2 separate regions of the Xenopus tropicalis genome follow, and region 2 is linked to region 1. A link is a contact called in public Hi-C data. All regions are on one chromosome and are shown on one strand. Each heading gives the region's core, a stretch centred on a gene start, on an enhancer-like site or on the middle of the called end of the contact. The rest is flanking DNA. Distances are from core to core; before and after follow the strand shown.

What was found. Hi-C and Micro-C count contacts between places; a contact is called where the count stands out from the background.
Region 2: a Hi-C map of neurula embryo shows a contact between it and region 1, with 2.1 times the contacts expected there. The contact joins two enhancer-like sites. A contact is called at or near these places in 4 of 5 Hi-C or Micro-C datasets (brain, gastrula embryo, neurula embryo and 1 more).

What each region holds. Positions count from the first base shown.
Region 1 is chr4:125,497,400-125,503,312 of UCB_Xtro_10.0, reverse strand. No RefSeq gene overlaps it. Among named protein-coding and RNA genes, the nearest start is that of bsn, 180 kb to the right of the region's middle. Within about 2 kb of position 3,357, at least 2 of the 11 cell types and tissues checked have an H3K27ac peak or open chromatin away from gene starts, as enhancers often do. A contact at or near this core is called in neurula embryo, where this site is marked.
Region 2 is chr4:125,781,154-125,787,066 of UCB_Xtro_10.0, reverse strand. No RefSeq gene overlaps it. Among named protein-coding and RNA genes, the nearest start is that of usp4, 18 kb to the left of the region's middle. Within about 2 kb of position 2,781, at least 4 of the 11 cell types and tissues checked have an H3K27ac peak or open chromatin away from gene starts, as enhancers often do. A contact at or near this core is called in neurula embryo, where this site is marked.

The DNA.
Region 1 (5,913 bases), core at 2,108-4,607:
GTGTAGGTGCAGCCAGGAAGGTTAAGGGATTCTCTCATGATTTTTATGGGGTACTTTTAATTCCTAAATTACACTGTTTACAGAGCAAATAATTCACTCTCCCATTTAAAATTTTATTCTTGACCCAACAAATGTATTTTTTTTAGTTGTAATATTGGTGTGTAGGCGCCATCTCAGTGCATTGTGGCTGAGTCTGAGCTTTCAGAAGGAGCCGGTGCTACACAGAACTGCTTTCAGGTAACCTCTTGTTTCTCTTACTCCCATGTAACTGGAGGAGTCCTAAGCCAGACTTCTTACTATTGAGTGCTATTCTGATACCCACATGGCTCTTGCACCCTGGGAAATGAAGAATATGGCTAGCCCTAAGTGAATTTTCAAAATTAAATATAAAAAAATCTGTTTGCGTTTTTGAAAAACAGATTTCAATGCTGGAGAAGCTCCATTAACTGATGTGTTTTGAAAAAAACATTTTTTCTCATGGCAGTGTAGGGACCCATAGGGTTAAGCTCCCTATGGTGTTATCCCTTATCTAATCTTATCTGTACTGTTATAGGGCAGAGCCCTCTATACTCAGGTTACAGCTGAAACACTATCCCTAATAGGTTTAGCCCAGGTTGACCACTCCCCTTGGCAGACATAGTGTCTTGCACAAGGAATTGTCTTCCTCTCTGGCTGCTGTTGTCTCAGGCTTCACGTCATTGAGCCTGGAGGCATAAGGCCCCAGTAAAGAGAACCATCTTTATCTAAGTCGGGGACAGGGTCCCGTGAACGAGGTAAAGCCAGCACAGTCAGTTTTATATAATAGCACCCTCTAGAAGTGGTGAGTACAGTTAGTCTATTTAGCAAGGGCAGTTAATAGCCCCAACCAGGAGTTGTAAAAGGGTTTAGTCCACCTGGCTCTGTTGTCGTTCTTTAGGGACCGGTTTTATTAGACGCCAGGTACCAGTGTTAGGAGCTCTCCCCTGGACCACAGTCGGCCGGAACACTCCCTTCTGAAAGGTCTATATCTCGGGTATCAGCTAATCCTCTGTGCATCCTCCAAGTGGGATATTCTGTTCCTAAGTGTCACATCTGCTGCTATTCATTGTGACCAATTCATATACTGCTGTGTCTGTGAGTATATACCCTGCTGCACTATTAAGTTGTGCCTTGTCCAATAAACTTGTACTATAGTTCATCAGCAAGAACCTTTCTGGCATCCATTATTCTATCTGCAACACACAAGCTAGTTGTAGTTCAACTACACCCTCAGCTCCATTAATACCTCCCATATAGCGGAGGCCCACTCCTGTGCATTAAGGTCGCATGTAACACATGCTCACTAGCCTGGGTTTGGCCATATTATAGCCAAATAGGTTACAACAGTATTCTGCATGCAGGGGGCTGTGGGTCCTTACTGCATCTCCTTTAGTTGGAGGTCAGCAAATATGAACAAACAAGTTGTGCTCATTGCTAAATTTTAATTAGGCAGGAGTGCAATGAGGCTGTGACCACAGAATTCATACAGACAGCAACAAGAGCCCCTCTGCACTCACCCATTATCAATATATATAGGACATTAAGACATTCTGTGCATTAAGCTACTAAGAAATGCTCTCCCCTTTAAACAAAACAGGGATTGTTTGTCCATATATTGCAATATACTTATATATATATATATATATATATATATATATATATATATATATATATATCTTGATAATGGGTCAGTGCAGAGAATTTCTTGTTGCTATCTGTCTGCAAATACGAAGTAAAGCTGAATTTGGTCAGGTCACTAAGCGAGTGGATCTTTCCACAATATTCCCACCTTGAGGTGGGTGTTACTGGGCTGTAGTTTGGCTGTAGGACTAATGGGAATACAAGTCATTATTGCCCAATAGGTTTTTTAAACCTGTATTACTATTACTTATTACTATTATTATCTACTCGATTTTCTGCCAAATATCGGTCAGGTAGGTCCATCAAAGTGGCCTATACACAAGCAGATAAGCTGCCACCTTGACTCTGAACCTGGGCATTAACCTATCAAAACCAATCAGTGGTTAGATTTTTCCAGCAGCTGCAGGTTAAACACTGAAAGCTATCATCTGCCTGGTTGCCATGGGTAACTGTCCAGGTGCAAATTTGCCCAGTCTTTTTAAATGATCCCCTCAGGGCAGCTAAAATCTGCCTGTGTATGGCCACTTAATACCACTGGCACTGCTAGGTTAATAAAGTTAGTGTCCTGACCCTAGTGTGTATATGACTGGATATGCATAAAGCAATCCTTAACTAACAGTTAAGGTGTAGAGCTATATATAAATGATAATAATCAGCTCCAGATTTATAATCCGGGTACCCCGAGGCCGCCCCCCCGTCCATTGCCCCCCAGCGCGTGCGTGTGTGGGTCTTTACACTCGCATACGGAGCAGTGGGGTAGAGGTCCCCATTGCTCCGTATGGGAGAAAAATTTTAACATTTTGGTGCGGCTGGGCGACATGCCGCCCACAAATTTGTGCCGCCCTAGGCCCAGGCCTTTGTGGCCTTTCCACAAATCCGGGCCTGATAATAATAACTGGGATAATTTACTAGCATAGGTACCCAGTTGCATCAGCACAGTTTCTTATAGCAACCAACCAACAACTGAAAATGGTATCAAAAATCTTATTGGCTGCACCCATGTTAGTAAATCAGCTCCAAATATTGTTCCCTTAGTACCATAGTAATTATCAGTTCTCATAATGCATCCTACCAAGTATTGCTAAGTTAGCGCTCTTTGCCTGTACTGCCTGGCATTTTATGGCATATAAATACCTGTGCCCAGTTTTATTTTCAGGTGTTATTTTCTCTTCAGTGTGTTTGGCCTGGCTACTAAAGTGGGTTTCTGGAAGCCACCATGGGCGCTCCCTCTGCTGCTTATACACAAAGAAAAACAATCGCCAAGTCATTCCTATTTAATAGCCACCTCTGTGTTAATTCCCAGTGAACAAAAGACAGTAGCAGAGTAGAACGAGAACGTTGTGTTTATGTAGAGAACTCACATGCTCAGATAACAAATTGTTCGCAATTCCTTTCCATTTCATTTCTCACTCAACACAAGAAGGTTGGAGACATTGATCTGTCATTTCCACTTATATCCCTTGCTAGATGCACAGTGTCGGGGGAGCTTTGAATCTTGTGTCATTACTTTCCCTTCCCCCTTACATGCCAACAGTCTGTTGCCCCCACATGTGCCAGGCTTTTCAATATATTCTATAATTCTATTGTAAGGATAGGGTTGACGTGGGGAAATCTCTCCCCCACCCGATGGCATGTGTCCCACCTCCTGTGCCCTGGATTAAGTCTTTTGCTTTGTTGGGGCCTGACCTCCTCCATGACTGGAATGCAAATGGAATTTTCTGACTTGTTCAGACGCCTCCATGTGTGCAGAGAAAGAAGAGAGCCTAGAATAATATGAGCCAATGGAAGGCTTACCCTTTAATGGACTTCTTATCCAGCAGTCACAGTGCATCAAGGAAACCTAGTGATACTCTGCTTAAAGCCTGAGCGAGTAATCCTTCTAAACAAGAGGCAAACCACTGAAGTGGACCCAACTGTAAAAGATTCAGGCTGAAAGAGCAAGAGGCATTGGTGCTACCCTCTTTGATGTTCTGTAACTACGTAGACAGACACCATTGTCAATTGGCGGCAAAGATCGTTTGCTTATGAGGCTATCATTAGCCCCTGCACTTTGTTAAAGGAGAAAAGAATACTGAACAATAGCACAAATACCCAAAGTTACTACTTAAACTCTTTAAATGCCCATGTATCTGTTAAAAGTTTGCTTCCATGTTTGATGAACTTATGGGGCAGCTTCATCTCAGTAATTGAGCCAGCGGCTACTTATTGTAGTGCAATAAACCCCAGCACTGATGATTAATTCATTCACACCCTTTTTTGACAAGGGAAAGGGTCTGCCAGTTGGGTAGCCAGCAGTAAGAAAGGCTCAGTAGGGGCCCAAATGATCTGGGCTTATATATATGTGGCTTTTGGGATTTGGGAATCAGAGTGGGCAAAGTGACTTTAATACTTTGGTCTTTGGCAGCAAAAAAAAATAAAAATATAAAAAATAAACATTGCTCTTTCACAACATGCCAGTTCATGGGCATTTATTGAATGCAGGAAAGCTACAGATTGTGAGGGAGAGCTTTTGATAAGAGGATAAGACAGCAGATAAGTACTTCTTGCCCTCTCTGCCCTTTTCTCTGTCTCTGTCCCTCTAACAGGTCCTCAGATCACTTTATATTCAAGACATCCTTATTCATCTCTATCCAAATGCTTGGTCCTCTCTCCTCGTACATTTGCCGGTGCCGACTCCGCAGGGAAGCTGGTCCCCCTCTGTCTCCCGCCTGCCCTCCAGTGTTAGAAGCCGACCTCTTGTCTTGTCGCTTTTTCCCTCTGTTACTTTATATTCCTTAATTTGCCTGTGTTCCATCATTAATGATTTTAATGAATTCACAAGTGGAATAAAAAAGAATAAAGGCCACGGCTCCACTTGACATGCCCAAGACAATTTTCTTTTGCTTTGGTTTGCATTTACATTACATATTTGATCGGAATTTCCTTGTTACTACACATGTTCTAGAGGAGGAGGAGGAGGTGCGGAACAGCGGTGCTGTCACTTGCTGCCAAAGGTGTAACTACAATGCAGCAGATCCTGCCACTGAGGTAGGCTCTGGGGGGTATGGAAAGCCCTGTAACAACCCATGATTCCTGCTTCATTCCTCTTGACTGCGCCCATGACTCTTGTGTATGGTTATGGGGGGATTCCAGGTTGTTGTTCTAAAGGAAGGGGCACCATATTTTGTTTTGCTCGGGGCTGGGGCAAATGACCTTATTGCACTGCTTTCACTGCTCTCTACCTTACAGTGCTCTTCAGCCTAGGGATTGTGATCTAGAGCACACATTTACTGTTCTAGCAATAGCCATGTTAAACTGCTCACATCTTCATCATTAATAAAAATGTTTTCAGAAACTTTAAAGGGCAAATAAAGTATGGAAGGAAATGAAACAACTTTGATCTCTGACCATCATTCACACCTGCAAACTAGGGAGCAATGATGCAGAGCACAGCCAGACCTTAGATGCAGTTGCACCCCCTTAGTAGTCTATTTCTGGGGTCTCTCAAGACTAAAATGGTTATTTTTTATGGCCCTATATTCTAGGCTCAGAAAGCAGTCAAGGTGGCCCTATCATTAGCACCCATTGTGCCCTGTAGTGACCCCTATCTTCTAAATAATGCGTGGCTGGGTAGGGGGTTGGAGGCTGAATGCCTATATCTCTCACCCTGCCTGCCCATTATCAGTACAGCACTGCCGAATGCAAAAACCTGCAGCAACTGGACACTTTTCTGCACTTTGTAAATGAGCCCTAAGTTCTTCCACAGAAAACAGTCTATTTGTTAGACTTAGCATTCCTGTATCACCTTATTCACATCCCCTATTTTTATGCCAGCCCCTCAGTAATACAGGTATGGGATCCCTTATCCAGAAAGCCGTTATCCAGAAAGCTCCGAATTAGGAAAAGCCTATCTCCCACAGACTCCATTTTAATCAAATAATTCAGAGTTTTAAAACGGATTTCCTTTTTCTCTTAAGTAATAAAACAGTACCTTGTAATTGATCCCAATTAAGATATAAATAATTCTTATTGGATGCAAAACAATCCTATTGGGTTTAATTAATGGTTTATTGATTTTTTTATTAGACTTAAGGTATGGAGATCCAAATTACCGAAAGACTTCTTATCCGGAATACCCTTGGTCCCGAGCATTCCATATAACGGGTCCTATACCTGTACCCAAATCATTTAATGGGCATTTTTATGGAACAACACCAGTTATAGGATCCAGTTCAAAGAGAGCTAGAAAAAGCCACAGAGTGGGGAGACTGGATC
Region 2 (5,913 bases), core at 1,532-4,031, 280 kb before region 1:
TCGCTCATGAATGCAGTGCTGTCGAACGCAGGCAGGGCTGTATTCATGAGTATCATGCGCTCTGCGAATTGCTGCCATGTTGTTGGTTAAAGTGGAACTCCATCTAAATAGCAGTTTTTTACTTACTTAAAGTAATTAGAATTCTAAGCAATTAACCACTTAGTGAAACATTTTGAATAGTTTTTAATTTATTTGTTTCTGTCCTCATCAAGGTCTGTTAATCAGCCGACTTCTGCTAAATTGTTTCAGGAGTCAGAACCTAGAAGAGCAGAAGATATAAACAGCTAGCCACACACCGCTTTCAATAGCAATTACATTTACAAATAATGGCAAATCAATGAAAATTATTGGACTGAGTTTCCCTTCAATTCCTCCCCCCCCCTTTTTTTTTTTTACAATAGCAGCTCCCAGCAGATAGAAGGGGGTGCTGGAGTCAGCTCATATTGTGGAAGGAAAATAAAGTACAAACAAAACAGGAAATAATTGCTCAGTAAAACAAACTGTGACTGTCACTTCAACTGTGAGTTGGAAAGATACTGCACTTGTGTTGTTGTGTTTATGTAATGATGCTCTCATGTTCATGGATCCATTTCATCCTCTGCTGCGTGCCGCTACTAGCCATGCATGGAATTCACCTGTGTTTAGAATTCCTGAGGCATCTGCTACATGGGAGAATGGATTCTCAAAGAGATTTGAGCAACAATTGCACCCATCAAAGGGACCTGGGACCTCCGTAGGATAGAAGCAGGAACAGTGCTATATGGAGTAAGCACTACAGGATATTGTGTAACAAACAGGAGCTAGATGAAGGGAATAAGCATCGGGTATCAGTACCTGCTGATCCCCACCAGCCTAGTCCCCACCTAGAGGTGGCAGCTCTACCTCTGAGTAATGAAAACATTAGAAGGTTTAGATAGCTTGCTGCCTTATGTCCTGGTTCCTGAGTGAATTGAACTCTTCAGGGGGATATTCAATTCTGTATCATCTTTGGATGGATCACTGAAAAATATTGAAGGCTATTAATGCAATGCCTCCTTTGTTAGGGTTTCCTACTGTCGGGCCAGGACTGGCAATCTGTGAATTTTGGCTAATGCCAGAGGGGCTTCTGTAAGATGCCATAGACAGTGACTATTTAGTGGGCTTGTCGGGGGCTGTTTAGGCCTCTGTGTACTTGAAATGCCAGGGCCTGTTTTGAATCCCAGTCTGGGGCTACCTACTCTCCCTGTTATTACTTGGACCACTGGGCAACATTTTTGTGTGGCCAGGATGCTGCATTTCCTGAACATTATTGTGGTGAAGATGCCTAAACCTGATTTTCACCTAAGTTCCTGGAAGGGAGCAGGCCTGGGTCGGTCCCACTGCTCCAGTCTGACCCTGCAGCTGTGTGGGGATGCCCAATACATCAAAATGAATAGAGCTGCACATGAAAGACTATTATTTATTTAACAATTTTCTCCTGGGACTCAAAGCGCTTTACAGCAAGCATAGGCACACTAAGTATGCTGGGACACCAGGAGATTAAGTGGCTTGTCCAGGGTCACAAGGAGTTGCCACAGGGACTCAAACCAGGGGTCCTAGCATGGGATTCTACATGAAAGGCTAATCACTTAGGCCAACTCCCCCATCACAAATTGGGTGCAAGTTGCAGGTTATATTTTTAGAATGGGGACTGCCAAGTGGCACCATGTACCCAGTTGCCAAAGGTGCTTTTACCTACATCAGGGCTGCCCAACTGGAGGCCTCTAGGCCACCTACACTGCCCAAAGGCTTCAGAATCCACTGTATGACATTCTCATTTTAATGGAATCTGACCCTCAAACACGCTGTACATAAAACTATCAGCCCACAACATGTAATAAGCTGGACAGCACTGACCTACAGTAATAATGATTCCAAACCCTGGGACTGCTACACCTGCAATTACACACGCCCCAGGCCAATGAGCCCTGATGTGGGTTTAGTTTGCCTTTATCTCTATCATTTATCCTTCCAGGAGGCAGTTCCAGCCACATTTGGCACTGATATCAAAAGATCTTTATGTATTTATTTTCTTGTCACATATAAAGTAACCACAGCAGCTGAGAAAGCATAACGTGACGTGTGCAGGAATCCAGATTGGCCAAACAGCGGTGGGTTCCAAATCTGACTTAAATACACGGCAACAGTATCAGCAAACATTGCTTTTTTCCCACACAGCCGCTTCCCAGTTTCTATACAGACGGCTTTTCTGGCTTCATGTTGTGATGCAAATGTCACAGGTATACGCAATGAGATGACACCCACTGACACACACGCACAGGCAAACACACTATCACAGGGATCTTGTGTGCGGAGGCTTTGTAGCCACGGTTTACACAACGTTATCAGAAGTCACCAACAAAGAAACACATTAAGGTTATTATTGTTACATTCCCTCTCTCTACCAATATCCCCAAAGGGCAATGTCAGATTTCTCCAGCTGTAACACAGGCTCTTCAAACATGCAATTCTTTGACTCCAGATGATGTAAATAGTGTTGCCCCCGACACCCCCATACAGGCATTGCTCCATTGCTGTGTTGCCTACAATAGTGGTTTGAAACCCAAATCACACGGGTTTTCTCTCTCTAGGGCTGATAATGTGCTGCGTTAAGGGCAGGTCGTTGTCTCCTCATTGCATTTTGCAAAGACATTCAAGTGGAAGGATTCAAAGCTTTTAGCCAAAATGCAGTTTTCGTGTCACCATTGTCTGTGCCAGTAAGCATCAATAGGTTAATCCTTCCTGCCCATTCAGCCTGATGTGGGACACATCTGCCCCCGCTGCCTGCTTATTATACTGTGCACTTTATGTGACCTGCCGGAGCCTGCACTGATGCCTCTGGGACAAAAAAACTGCAAATAGCTGACCATTAAAGGAGACATATCCTATAAAAATTAAGAATGTACCAGGGAATTATACTCCTCTAGATATAGAAGGATTGTGCTAAAAAAGTTGTGTTTCCTGCCGATTTATTGAGAAATTCCACAAAAACCCCACTAGCCCCGCCCATCCGTTCCACTTCCTGCTGGCTGAATTCTCTGGATGAGCTGGGGAGCCGTCGGCCCTCCGTACACTGCACTGTAGGATAGGAACCAATCAGCAGCTAGACTGACCTGATAGGGAACTGAAGCCTGTCTGTGCTTGTGTGACTGCAGGGCTGTGATTGGCTCTCCCCCTCCTACTGTGCTTCTTGCAGGGACCGTTAGGACATGCCCACTCTCCATTTCAAACTCGGACAGAGAAGTGATAGGATCTATAGGGAGCTCCAATAAAGGGGCCATTTTTACAGATAGGATTAATGTTTAGCCCAAAGGGAAACCAGCACCGTATATTATTCATAATTGCCTACAAAATTAGGGTTTTTCCCATTTATCCTATATGTCTCCTTTAACACTACCTGCTGATTGGTTGCTATGGGTTACTAGACCAGCAGGTAAAAAAAAGTACACCTTTTATTTATTACCTGTTATTTATATAGTGCCATCTCATTTCTGCAGTGCTACCACATTCACGCACTATGGTCAGTATAGTCAGAAGCCAATTAACGTTCCTGTGTGTTTTTGGAGTGTGGGAGGAAACCCATGTGGATACAGGGAGAACATACAAATTACTTGCATATAGTGCCCTGGCTGGCATTGAACTCAAAACTACAAGGCAGAAAAAAAAACTACTCTTCAAAATATGAATGTACATTAAAAGGTCCCTATAGGTTATGTTGGTCATTTTCACTGATCCCCTTTTCACTGGTCTCCCTTTGTAAGTAATTGTCCTAAACCTGATTGTTTTGCCAACCTGACTGTCCCTTCTCAGCCTGTCAGTTATAGCTTCTAATGCTAACGGCCTCCTGCTGCTAATTATAAATAGCATTAAATAGCATGCAAAGTCAATGTTATGTAAAAAAAAGGTTTCATTTCTGGTGTCAGTATCTCTTTAAAGGAGCAGTTCAGTGTAAAAATGAAAAATGGGCAAAATAGATAGACTGCGCAAAATAAAAAATGTTTTTAATATAGTTAGGCAAAAATGTAATCTATAAAGGCTGGAGTGGGCAGATGTCTAACATAATAGCCAGAACTCTACTTCCTCTTTTACACCTCTTTAAGCAGTTGGCAGTCAGTAGCCAATCAGTGACTTGAGGGGGGGGCATATGGGAGAAAATTGTTCAGTTAGTTTGCATTTGAATCTGACCTGCGTGCCCACAAACTAACTGAACAGTTATGTCCCATGTGGCCCCCCCTAAAGTTGCTAACTAACTAAGAGGTTAGAGAGCTGAAAGCAGGAAGTAGAGTTCTGGCTATTATGTTAGCCATGCTTTATAGATTACATTTTTGCCTAACTAACTATATTACAATTTTTTTTTATTTTACACAGTCTATTTTGCCCAGTTTCATCCCTAGCGAGTAATTGCATGCACAGTAGTGTAAAATCTGAAATTGTAATGTTCCCATGCAAGTGCAAACATGAGCTGAGGATACTTAGGAATAAGGTAACAGGGCTTAGTTACTATTTCCCCTGAGTCATTGCGGTTTTTCCTAAAAGGAGCAATTGGATTCACTTGGGTTACAAATATTTTGATACCCCCCTAGTAAATCAGGGTGCCTGCGTTCATGTATTACTCTTTGCATTTGGCTTTGATTCACATATTTCTATACCAAAAACTTGATCACAGGAAGAGATTAAAGATCGCAAAACACAAAAACAAAAAAAGAATAAATCTGCCCTTTACTTTGTGCGTAACAATCTCCTATAGAGACTAGCCACTATGAGTTTCCTTGCTGGGATGGGGCCATATCTCTACTCTACTGCATTTTATAAAATGTCTCCCAATAGCAGGGCAAGTCAGTGTGGTTCAGCAGCAGCACCCTGCAATACACCTGTGGGTTCAAGCCCTTAGGTTTTCTTTCCCTTTAGAATGCGTTGGATCACCCCAAGATTGTAAGATTTCTTCAAGCAACAAAAGTTCAAATTAACTGCTACTTTGTTCTTTAAAACAAGTAATTATGTCTTTCATTTCCGCTGGGACAGTTGGAAGAGCCACAGAAGGAAACCACTTTCAAAGAAAGAATAATCTTTAGGATCTCTTGTTTTAGGTTTTCCTTTTAATTAAGATTTTTTTTTTTAATATCCTGCTCAGTTTTACATTTAAATGATTAATTGTATAGTTAATACTGGGAGTTATGGACTCAATAAGAGCTCTATTTTTTATTTTCTATTTAGACACCTGAGGGCCCATGCCACTGGCAACAGCTTGGTGGGGAGGCAGCATTTAGATGCCTTTATAGTATGTATCTACTGGATACTTGCTGCAAAATCTGGTGGCGGAGCTGAGTAAAGGCTGTAGGATCGGCTTGGACTGTGGATTGTAGCAAATGCCAGAGGGGCTGCTGTAAGATCCCATAGACAGTCACTATTTAGTGGTCTGGCAGGGGGCTGGTTGGGCCTCTATGTACTTGAAATGCCAGGGCCTATTTTGAGTCCAAGTCCAGACCAGGTGTAGCCCTCTCCAGTCTCCACATGCAGAATAGTCTGTTTGCACACACCAACTGGATCAGAGAGAGAGCAGGCAACGGGGTGAAATGCCTAGGGCAGCGCCAGATGGAAATATAGCATTTCATGAGTGAGTAAATCATGGGTACTCTTGTACATTGTCCTTTGGAAGCCACATTTTCCACTGAATATGGAGGGTTCATGGCAGTTTCTTTTTAATGACTACATGAAAATAAATAAAGAAATATGACTTCCTGAGCAAAATAAATGATTGCAACTGGTTTTACTGAGCATTTCTGATTTCCTTTGACCATTTGTATTCATAAATCTCTTGCCCCAAGGTAAAATGTTTTTTTTTCTTTATTTTGTAAATACCAATTTTAGCCTATTTTTTGTATCAGCACAGTCATC